2 separate regions of the Mus musculus genome follow, and region 2 is linked to region 1. A link is a contact called in public promoter capture Hi-C data. All regions are on one chromosome and are shown on one strand. Each heading gives the region's core, a stretch centred on a gene start, on an enhancer-like site or on the middle of the called end of the contact. The rest is flanking DNA. Distances are from core to core; before and after follow the strand shown.

What was found. Promoter capture Hi-C pulls out the DNA fragments that hold promoters and counts their contacts.
Region 2: a contact with region 1 is called in a promoter capture Hi-C map of liver, with 4 times the contacts expected there. The contact joins the promoter of Cyp51 here to the promoter of Lrrd1 in region 1. A contact is called at or near these places in 21 of 39 promoter capture datasets (the 3T3-L1 cell line, 3T3-L1-derived adipocytes, the C10 cell line and 13 more), 15 of 115 datasets of contacts at active chromatin or transcription factors (the 230-238 cell line, the SCID.adh cell line, bone marrow-derived macrophages and 4 more) and 3 of 9 other capture datasets (adipose tissue, embryonic stem cells and liver).

The regions. Positions count from the first base shown.
Region 1 is chr5:3,842,773-3,848,134 of GRCm38.p6, forward strand. Lrrd1 (leucine rich repeats and death domain containing 1) reads left to right here and starts at 2,401. Exons shown (of 6, transcript NM_172879.3): 1 at 2,401-2,674. Krit1 (KRIT1, ankyrin repeat containing) reads left to right here. Exons shown (of 17, transcript NM_030675.3): 17 at 1-1,743.
Region 2 is chr5:4,101,516-4,106,877 of GRCm38.p6, forward strand. Cyp51 (cytochrome P450, family 51) reads right to left here and starts at 3,182. Exons shown (of 10, transcript NM_020010.2): 1 at 2,619-3,182; 2 at 1,413-1,511. The coding sequence starts at 2,792.

The DNA.
Region 1 (5,362 bases), core at 1,151-3,650:
GATCTAGCAAAGACTTGCTCTCATCTCCTAGCCTGGAGGCTACGTCTTCCCTTGATTGATCACTTCCTCTGCTGTACAGAAGCTCTCACTTTTTTCTTCAGTCGTTGGCCATATACCCTGAGCAACCAGAGCCCCACTGAGGAAAGTCCTTATCTATAGCTCTATCGTGTACAGAGTCCCTACTTTTTTTCCTAGTTTCAGATTGTCTGTGGCATTCTTCAGTCAATATGAAGCTGGGTTTTTTGTGCAGGGTTAGAAATAGTGAAGTCACTTCCGTCTAATGCATGTAGACATCAGTTTTCCCAACGCCATTCATTGAAGATGCCGTTTTCTTTTTTAAAAATTAAGTGGCTGTAATGGCGTGACTTATGTCTGGGTCTTCTCTTTCGCTGATTTAAATGCATTTTTATGCCAGTATCACAATTTTTTTTGGTTTTGCTTTTGTTTAGTGTGGGTTTTCAAGACAGGGTTTCTCTATGTCCTAGAACTCAGACTGGCCTCGAACTCAGAGAGCTTCCTTTTTCTGCTAGGATTAAAGATAGGTGTCACCATCACCTAGCACCATGCCATTTTGTATTAATGTGACTGCAGTATATCTTGAAACCAGATGTGGTGGTTTGAATGAAAATAGCCCCTTTGACTCACAAGTTTGAATGTTTGATTCCCAGTTGGTAAGGCTGTTTGGGAAGAATTAGGAGATAAATCCTTGTTGGAGGAGGTGTATGAGGCCCAGTCCCCTCTCTGCCTCCTGCTAATGAATCAGATGGAAGGTTCTCAGCTTACATATCATGTAAGCACATGCTAGTGGCCATGTCTGACCACCTGTTGCTGTTTCCTACCACAGTGGTCGTAGACTAACACCCTGTAACTGTTAGCAAGCCCCCAGTTAATGCTTTCTTTCATAAGTTGCCTTGATCATGGTATCTCTTCACTGTAGTAGAACAATAACTAAGACACTGGGTATGGTAATGCCTTCTGTATTATGTTTGCCTAGGACTGCTTTGGATATCTGTGATCTTTGTACTTCTATATCAATGTTAAGATTTTTGTTTTTCAGTTTCTGTGAGTATGGCATGAGAATTTTGATTGGAATAGCATTGGTCCTGTCTATTGCTTTTATTAGGATAGTTTCTTTCACAACTTTAAGTCTTATCCATTAGCATGGGATGTCTTTCAGTCTTTGTTTTCTTTGAACCTATGGGTTTTGGGATTGTTTGTTTACTGTTGTCAATTCCCTGATTTCTCTAAGTGTGCCATTGGTATGCAGTGGATTTTTATGTTAATCTTGTATACTGCTGCTTTGCTGAAAGTCTAGATCAGCTCTAGTTTCCTGATGATATGTTAGGGTTTCTTGTGTGTAGTATTGTATCACCAACTGACAGCGATACTTGACTTGTTTCCCAGTCCTATCTTTTTTATTTCCTTCTCTTTGTCATGTTGCTGTACCTTGAACACTATTTTAAATAGAAGTAGAGAATGGCCAGCCTCATATTGTCCCTGATTTTAATAGAATTGCCTCACGTTTTTCTCCATTGAGCATTTTATTGACTATGAGTCATATGTAGCTTTCATTGGATTGAAGTATACTCTCTACGGGGTTTCTCAAAGGATACATTTTCACTGTGAACTGTATTTACTCATAACTGCCCAAATTTCTTCAGTTGATGAGTGAGCAGACAAGTATATCCATATATGCAATAGGATGCTACTCAACAATAAACAATTGATGAACATTATATGAATATGACCACGAATATGAAGTTCCAGTTCACTGAAATAAGCCAGACTCAGAAGGTTAGCATTCCTTTTAGGGAACATTCTGGAAAAGATAAAACCACAGGGCAGACGGTATATAGCGGTTACTGGATGAAAGGATGGGTGTGGATAAACATGGGAACATAAAGGAGAAATGTAAAGAATGTGGGGGAAAGGGAAGAATATTCTCTGATGGTTGAAATAGCATGTGACAAAATTCAGTTGGATCAGAGTCTATACATAAATTTTAAACACATTTTTAAAAAAGAAGTAGTTTTTGTACAAGTTTGAAAACTTTTTTAAGGGGGGGGAGGGCTTAATAGAAATGTGTAAGTACCCAAATTTACTTAATGTCTAGTCAAAGAAAACTATTAGATAAGTGTGTGCTGTCCTGCCGCTCACCTCAAATTACCTAAATCGCTAGGCTGCAAGATCTCCTAAGGAGAGGACAGTCAACCAGCAAACTGCCCCACAGCTGGCCAGAGAAGGCTGCTGGGCAGCTGAATGACAGCAGGGCTCACCTAAAGCAACCCTTGCGACCAAAGCCAGCTCATAAACGCCAGAGGGAGGCGGGACACAACGGAGCCTGCGCAACCACCATCGCCACAATCACAGACATTCGCGCGCGGGCGTGCCCCCTGCCCACTTCGGAGAGCCACAGAGAGGCTCCACGGGACTGATCTAAGGACTGCTAAGCCCAGGCTAGGTTCTTTTCCCGCCTCCGCATCCCGCATCTCGGGCATCTCGCAACAACTGTAGAGGTGCGCATCCCCCTCCCTTCATGCTCCCAGCCCACCGCTTCTAGCATTTGCATTCTGTCCCAGGCTGCTTTAGCCTCCGCTCAGCGTTCTTCTCCCTACACCGGTCGAAGCATTGAAAAAGTCTTGTAGTTACCTGGATGGCCACATCGTTCAGATAGGTAACAAATTACCGTGTATCCTCAACTCTACTAATACTTGTTTAAAAAAAAAATAGTTTGATTTCGTTTTTGCTTATCTAATTGGCAATGTGTTTTTAAATAGAACTTAATGCTCATGAGAACGGAGATTTTTCTCAAAAACATTTTTTAGAGTGTTATTTATATATTTCAGCCTTTACAACATTTGTGGGACAGAGTACATGTGCGCGCGGGAAGGGGTGCACGGGGAAAGAGGACTCACATATGGAGGTCAGAGGACAAGTTGTTGGAGTCCTCTTTGACCTTCTGCTTCCACCGTGTGGGTCCCAGACATCAAACTCCTGTTGTCAGCCTTGGCAGCAAACGCCTTTCGCAGTCAAGCCATCTCACTGGGTAATTGATAGCAACTCCGGCAGTGGAATACTTTGAGGGCTAGGCTGGTAAAGCTTGTTTTTCAGATACCTGTTTTCAAATAAGTTCACTGGTTCACTACCATGAAGATGTTAACAGTCTACACTACTCAGTAACGTAGTCACCGGAAATACATACGGCTATGACTAGGGAGCTGCCTTGTAATTTCACTTATTTTTCATTGGAAAAGATACATGTTGTTAGTGTTTACCATATTGGAAAATACCATATATTAAGGTCTTGATGTTATCTCTTTCTCCCTGTGGGGAGAAGGCATGTAATATCACCAACTATTACTTCTAAGAAGCTGTATAAGACATCATACTTGCTTTTCCAGTACCTAATTTTCCTTTGGGGTGTCCTATCCCTCTATACCAGTGATTCTTAGCCTTTGTGTTGGGATCTCTTTAGGGGTCAAATGAACCTTTTACAGAGATCACCTAAGATCATTGGAAAACAGTCTTTTACATTTCAGTTCATAACAGTAGCAAAATTGCAGTTATGAGTAGCCTCAAAAATAATTTTATAGTTGGGATCACCCCAACGTGAGGAACTGTATATAGTAAAGCGTCTCAGTAGGAAGGGTGAGACCACTGCTCTATACTACAGCGTCCATAGCATTTGTGATTTAGGGGAGGCAGATGCTACCTCAGGCTTAGGCTCAACCATGCATGTGGATTGAAAAAGCATTCTTGGAGTTCCAGGCCACAGTCATGGATTCAGTCTTGGACATGTGAACTTGGACAGTGGAAAGGAAGCTTTGGTCTCGGGCTCACTTATCCTCACTCTGAAACACTACAGTCCTCGTTTTTTTAAAAAGCTTTGGCTCTTAAAAACTCTCTGTGTGCCACAATGTAAACATACATAATACCATAATACATAATAGCACTTTTAATTGGTTCCAATTAAAGTGGGATCTGATGATACAAGCTGTAAGCCCAGCTGCCCAGGCAGGGGGTTAAGAAAGGAGAGCTCCGGGGTTCACATCAGTCTGGGCTACAGAAAACTCCAGTCTTAAAATAAACCAGTAGATCTTCATATTATATTTAAATCACAAAGAAGATGAGCTTTTCTGCATAAAGATAACCAAACACCTGACTTCTTGAACTCTGGCCTTAAACCCCATATGGTCAACTCTCACTGAGATCCAAGCAAGAAGTTTTGTGAGACATGACACACTGATTTTAAAACGCATGTGGAAACGTCAAGGCCTGAGAATAATCACCGTCACTTTGAAAGGAAAGTTGGAGTGAGCACACTTGCCCTATCAGACACAAGGTTTATTGGAAGGTTGTAATAATTAAGATGTGTTATTAATAGACGGAAACAGGACTCGCAGGAAGCACTTCCAGATGCTCTTATTCCAAGCAGAAAGCACTGGCGAGTGCACCATCCACTGAGTTGTTGGGTGCCTTTGGCTAGGCTATGAGAAATAAACTCCATCCCTATCTCTCAGCATCCACAGGGCTACATGGATCACATAACCAATTAAAGAGCAGACACGAAAGATTTCGGAATTTGTGGCTTCCCTACTCTGCCCCCATCTCTGTAATCATTCAGTTAAGTTCTCCTCAAGGCACCAGTTTGAGTGGGTCTTCTTTAGCCAGTGGAATCTTGTTACCAAAAAAAAAAAAAAAAAAAAAAAAAAAAGCTTTTTTAAAAAATATATATATAAATATTTTAGCTTCCCATATTGTCACCCATGCAATATGTCTGGATTATGAGTTAGTAAATTTCTCCTTTGTAATGCTTAATTAGTTACTGAATAGGTAACTTTCTTACTGAATTCCTACTGAATTCCAAGTTTGTCGGCTTCAAGTATTTTCTGGGACATTGGAACACTGGCGAAGGCTTAGCTATGTCAGAATTCAATCTTAAAAGGCACTTATAATAAGATAATACGAAAAGAGAGCACGTGGATCCATACACCAGACTAACTCATAACTGCCCAAATTTCTTCAGTTGATGAGGAGCAGACAAGTATATCCATATATGCAATAGGATGCTACTCAACAATAAACAATTGATGAACAACATTATATGAATATGACCACGAATATGAAGTATTAGGGTATTATAGGGTATTAGTTTACGGGTTATGAGAACGTCAAAGTTCCAGGAGGTGAGTTTCTGTGAAACTCTTTGCCTCGTGAGTGCTCCGAGGCCTCTCGGCCTGCCAGGCAGACTTCACTGGAGTGTGCGTAGCGCATGTCCATCAGTGGATGAACAGATAATGAAAATATGGTTCATATACACAATGGACTTTGATTCCACCATATGAAAATAGAATTATAACAT
Region 2 (5,362 bases), core at 1,932-4,431, 260 kb after region 1:
TTTCTTCTTTTTCACTACTTATCCTGAAAATATTTTCTACCATGCAAAACATCAGAGCTCATTAAATGTCACTGTTAGCTTTAGTCCGTTGCTCTCAGCATTAGATATATACCTTTTTAAGTATGGTTTTGTTCTATACTGGCTATATTGAATTCTTTAATCAACATCTATAAGAATATAAATATTTTTTCCCTCTTGTTAAAAATTAATTTAACGGGGCTGGTGGGATGGCCAGGTAGGTAAAAATCTCTTGCCATCAAGTCTGGTGACCTGAATTTGATCAGCAGAATCCACGAACCAAATAACATCAAAGAATCACTACCATTAAGTATTTGCACAAGTATATCAGAAGGAGTGTGGTATAACAACTGGTGTATGGCTCTTTTCTTGCAGAGGATCTGAGTTTGGTTCCCAGAACCCATACTGGTCAGCTCACATCTGATTATAGCTTTATCTCTAGGGGATACAGTGCCCTCTTCTGGCCTTGGCAAGCAACTGCATTTAGGTGCACATACTAATAGAGACACAAAGACTTTTATACAATTTTAAAACTGTATCTTTTTTTTTCCTTCAGTGTCAAGAATAGACTTAGGATGCAGGAGGTGCACAGAAGACCCAACACCCTGTAGCTGTGGAGCTGATGATAGTCCGTGGCTGCTAAAGGATGGGGAGTCAGTTTCTTAAGGATGTGACCCTAAGTAGGTTGACCATGCTCTAATGGAGGCCCTACTCCATTCATATGTAGAGGACACTAACTGGACTCAGTGTGTTGTTTTGTAGAAAACGGTATAAAGTTGAGAGGGAGACATGGGAGAACAAGGAGGAACTGGAAGAGGGAAGTGGGATGTGACTACGATTGAAATACATTGTATACATTTATAAAACTCTCAAAGAATATTTTAAACGATATTAAAACAAAAGAGAGTTCAGTTAAATAATATTGGGAAGTGAAATAATTAACAAGAACCCCAGAGCCAGTCTTTGGAACAAACGGCTGATCTGATGCCAAAGGACTGTTTTCACAGGGAAGAAGCAAAGACTTGAGTACCCACACCGTCCAAGTGGAGGCTGAGATCCCACAGGATGGACAGAACCAGGGGTACAAGACACAACATTCCAAAGATATATCAGTAAGAAACTAGCTGTCAACTCTGACTATAATCCACGAAAATAAAATGTAAGACTATTTTTAAAAACGTAATTGTTAGAACTACAGGTTTCCTCACATCTCAGAGACTATATCCCAGGACAGACACTCTGGGAAGCTAAGAGCCAACAAGGCCTTTTCCTTTTATGTTTTCAATACTGCCAATAAGCAGGGAGGGCACAATCTTTTTACAAATGTCTTTCTATTTAAAGAAAAGCACTTCTCTACACTAGAGTCTCTGCCTCTGTCTGTTCCGAAGACTTACCTTCTCATATGCATTTTCCAGAAACTCAATTGGACTTTTCCCAAATGCTATTGCATGGCCAAGGAATGGAATTGGAGAGTAAATATGTGGTGGACTTTTCTGCAAAAAGAAAATGAAAATTTTAGTTTTCATTTTATTAATAGGAAAGTTTCATATGATAGCCTGCTTAAGAATAATGTTTAAAAAAACCACACACACACACACAGTATAGTTAGACAAGGTTTAGCCTCAAAAGAACTCAAAACAGAAATGACTACACAGGAAGGCACTGCACACTCAAGGGGTGAAGGCTGGAAGATATGCCAAGGTGAGCCTTGGCTACATAACAAGTTCTACAGCCACCCTGGGATATAATAAATATCTCAGAAATGATGATGATGATAGTGAGCTTTTGAAATGTATCTAATGAAAGTAAGAAATAGTAACTGCCTATCGATCCCTTGGGTTCAGAGATTAGTTTTAAAGCAACTTGGTTGGAACTTAACGCTGGGTTAAGTTTTTACATCCCATTGTCAGTTTCGAAGGGATGGTTTTCAAAGCTACCAAATGTTGATTACAAGGGTATTCATGAACTATATTTGGAAGGCTTGAAATTAGTGGTTTGGTGTAGCGCTAAACTAGAGAAACAGTATTTTAACAGCATCACAGGAAAGCGCTTCCCACACTCTCAAGTCACTTATGAACTGTCTGCAATTTCCCTGACACTGCTATTAATCATCGTTATGCCCAATAGCCCACAGTATACTAAACACACAGGGCAGTATCAAGAGTGATGGCCACCGGGGATGCAGCTACCCTTAACTTGCCATCAAGGCCCTCACAAAGAGCCCAAACACCTCTGACAACCAACAGTAAAGTCAGTACAGTGCTCTGCACTTAAGAGTCATGGATGGCCAAGGCAATCAGACCAGCCAAATCCATCCAGCAAGGCCTCCAGTCTGCACATCCATCACTGACTACAAACGCTGCAAAGTAGGATCCTAGCCAGAAGTTCAAAGCCGCTATCACAGCAGAAACGGCGACGGCCAGCACAGCCCCCGAGTTCAGGTTCCAGCAAGGAGACCAGAAAGACCACCACAACAGCAAAGATCAGGCACGGGCGTCTGCAGCCGCCACCCCAGCCTCCCGCGCGCCCGCCACCGCTAGCGCCCCCCGAGCCCGCCCGCTTAGCCGGGGCACAGACTGAGGACCCCGAGGTGCACGTACCGCTCCAGCGGGCAGCTGGACCATGTGGCCCACGGCGAGACGGAACAGGTAGACGAGGCTGAGAGTGAAGGCGCAGGCGATGAGCAGCGTGGAAAGCAAGTTGCCTCCTGTCACCTGCTCCATCGCCTGTCCGAGCACCCAGCCGCCTGACTGCAGCAAGCCCAGAAGTACCATCCCGACCGTCGCTTCGATCCGCCCGGTAGGCTGGGGGCCGAGGTCGCACACCGCTTCTCGGAAAAGATGGAGCAGGAGAAGCCGGCAGATAGAAGTCGGGAGGCGGCCCCGGCCTGATGGCTTAGTCTGGCCCGGGCCCTTCACACGCCCACAGACAGCTCGCGCGCCACCAGGACGTCACAGACGGGGCGGGGCTTCTGGTGGCCACGCCTCCGTCTAGGTGCGGGGATTCTTGCGCCACCGAGGGGACCTGAGGAAGCAGGCTCTACCGTGGCACTTGGACTCGGTGAAGAAAGTGATGGCTGCACAAATGATCGCGCCCCGAGAACCGCAGACCACGAGGTCCCGCGTGCTTAACGAGCACGGCCCCGGCAGCGGGCACGGACGAGCCTGGCGGAGGGATCTCAGGACCAGATTGGTGGCGGACAGCGGCAGAGGCGAAGGCGCTCTGTGATTGCACCACGCGCTGCTGAGGTGATCTCGGCCTATGTGGCGTCAGCAGAGCTGGCGGCCCGGGCACCGCCCCCTCCGTGGGGCGCCCGCCTCTGCGGCTATTCGCGGAGATGTCACCTCTGGGCTTTGTGAGACCAGCCCTTCGTGAGCCCTGCACCACGAATCTTGGAAAAAAAAAAAAAACACTCCTGCAGATGCAACCTGGAGGGTGAGACCATCGGATCACCCGTACAATCTGCTTGACAGGTTGTTCGTGTAGGGCCACATTGCTAGCAAGTGATAGTTGTTTGGTGTGCTGCTGTACCAAGACAAGTCTTTTAAAATAAATACAGGCCATAAAGTAAACTGAGGCAGATGTCCCCAAACTCCTGTTCTGATAGCTGGATCTGAAGCAGGAGTTACCCTGATCTCACTACAAATAAAGCACCTCTGATGACATGTTTCCAAATTAACCCTCCTTCCAGATCTTTGGCAGGTACATTTATTTATTTAACCAGGGTTAAGAGCTAGATTTTTTGCTAAGTTTGGAGATGATTGTGCAGTGATTGGCAAAACTGCAAGCACCTCCAGGAATGAGTAAGATGGTCCAGCCACCGTCTAGATAATTCCACCTAGAGAGCTCACATTTTATCGTAGTCAGTCAGTGAAGCCCACTCATTACCTCTTCCCTAGGGTGACTGCCACCTGCCTATGTAGGAAGTGCCTAGTAGGAAGTCTATATAGGATGGACACTGCTGTATACCAATATCCTCCTGCCTCAGATCAGTCACAAAATCTTGTAACACTCCATTTTTATTGTCACTGCTGTAGGTAAGAGCCTCTTTATTTCTGGCAGTAGTATCTACAACAGGAATTTTGCTCACTCATTTCTAAGCCTGTCTTGTGTGCTACGTCTTGACTTACTGGAGTGACTTCAGGCCATTGTTGAACTTGAAAATTGCTAGGGGAAAGACCAGTTCCACAATTATCCAATTAAAGAAAGCTTTATTTAATACTGGCCAGGAAGATGGACACTGGCCAGGTCCATACCCATGATTCCCAAAGAATGGCCTCAAGCTACATTAGACAGGTGCCTGTAGAGGCCAAGCCCACAAAGCTATGGTGCTTCCAGCCTTAGTCCACTGGGGACAAGCATCCTTCCAGTCAATGCATCTCCTGCCTGTGTATCATCAAGCACCTCCTGTGCAGCTGGTGCAACCAACCTTGTCTACGGAAGTGAAAGTACATGAACAACAGACTCCAGAATACCAGGATGTTATCTGTCAGTGGGCAAGTGGGCCTTAACATTGCACACTAGGAATCTCAAATATGGAAATCCTAAAAGATCAAAACCCTTAAATAAAGATCAAAGGTACAGTGTTATTAAAAAAAAATGATGCTGTTGATCTGTTTTTGAGTTACAGTTCTGGCAGGCCTGGACCTCTATGTATACTAGGCTGACCTCATTCTCACAGAGGTCCACAAGCCTCTGTAGCTGGATTGATAGGTGGGATCCAAGATATATGCCATCACAGCCAGCCCAAATTCTAAAACTTAACAGTTAAGGAAGATTAATTTGAGTATCATGTATAAGTATGGCAATATTTCATATACCATCTTATACAATAAAATAGTAATTACATTTTTTCAATCACAAACTTTCAGGCATAATTATGACAGTTGCTCTAAACAATGATTAGTCAAAAAGTGAACTATAGTTTATAATACCAAACACTGGGAGGCAAAGGCATGTGGATGTCAGCGAGTTTGAGGCCACCCTGGTCTACATAGTGAGTTCAAGGACAGCCAAGTCTACATAGTAATGATCTATGTCAAATACCCTGTCAAAATGAATCTATGAATGTATATCACCACGATTGGTAATTATCTGTAGCTGGCTTTATAACTACAACCTGAAATACCATGACAACCCAAGTTAATGAGACTAAACAAAATTGTTATGAGTTACAGATTACCATGTGGTCCAAAGAGCCAAGATCCCAAAGAGTATTTTTGTATGTACTGACAAAGTTTCAGTACACAATGTTTACAAACAAAAGTTACTTGTAATGCATTTTTGTAGACTCAATGTTAGAAAATAAAAATGTGTAAAACAAGTCTTTATACAAGTCTAAAAG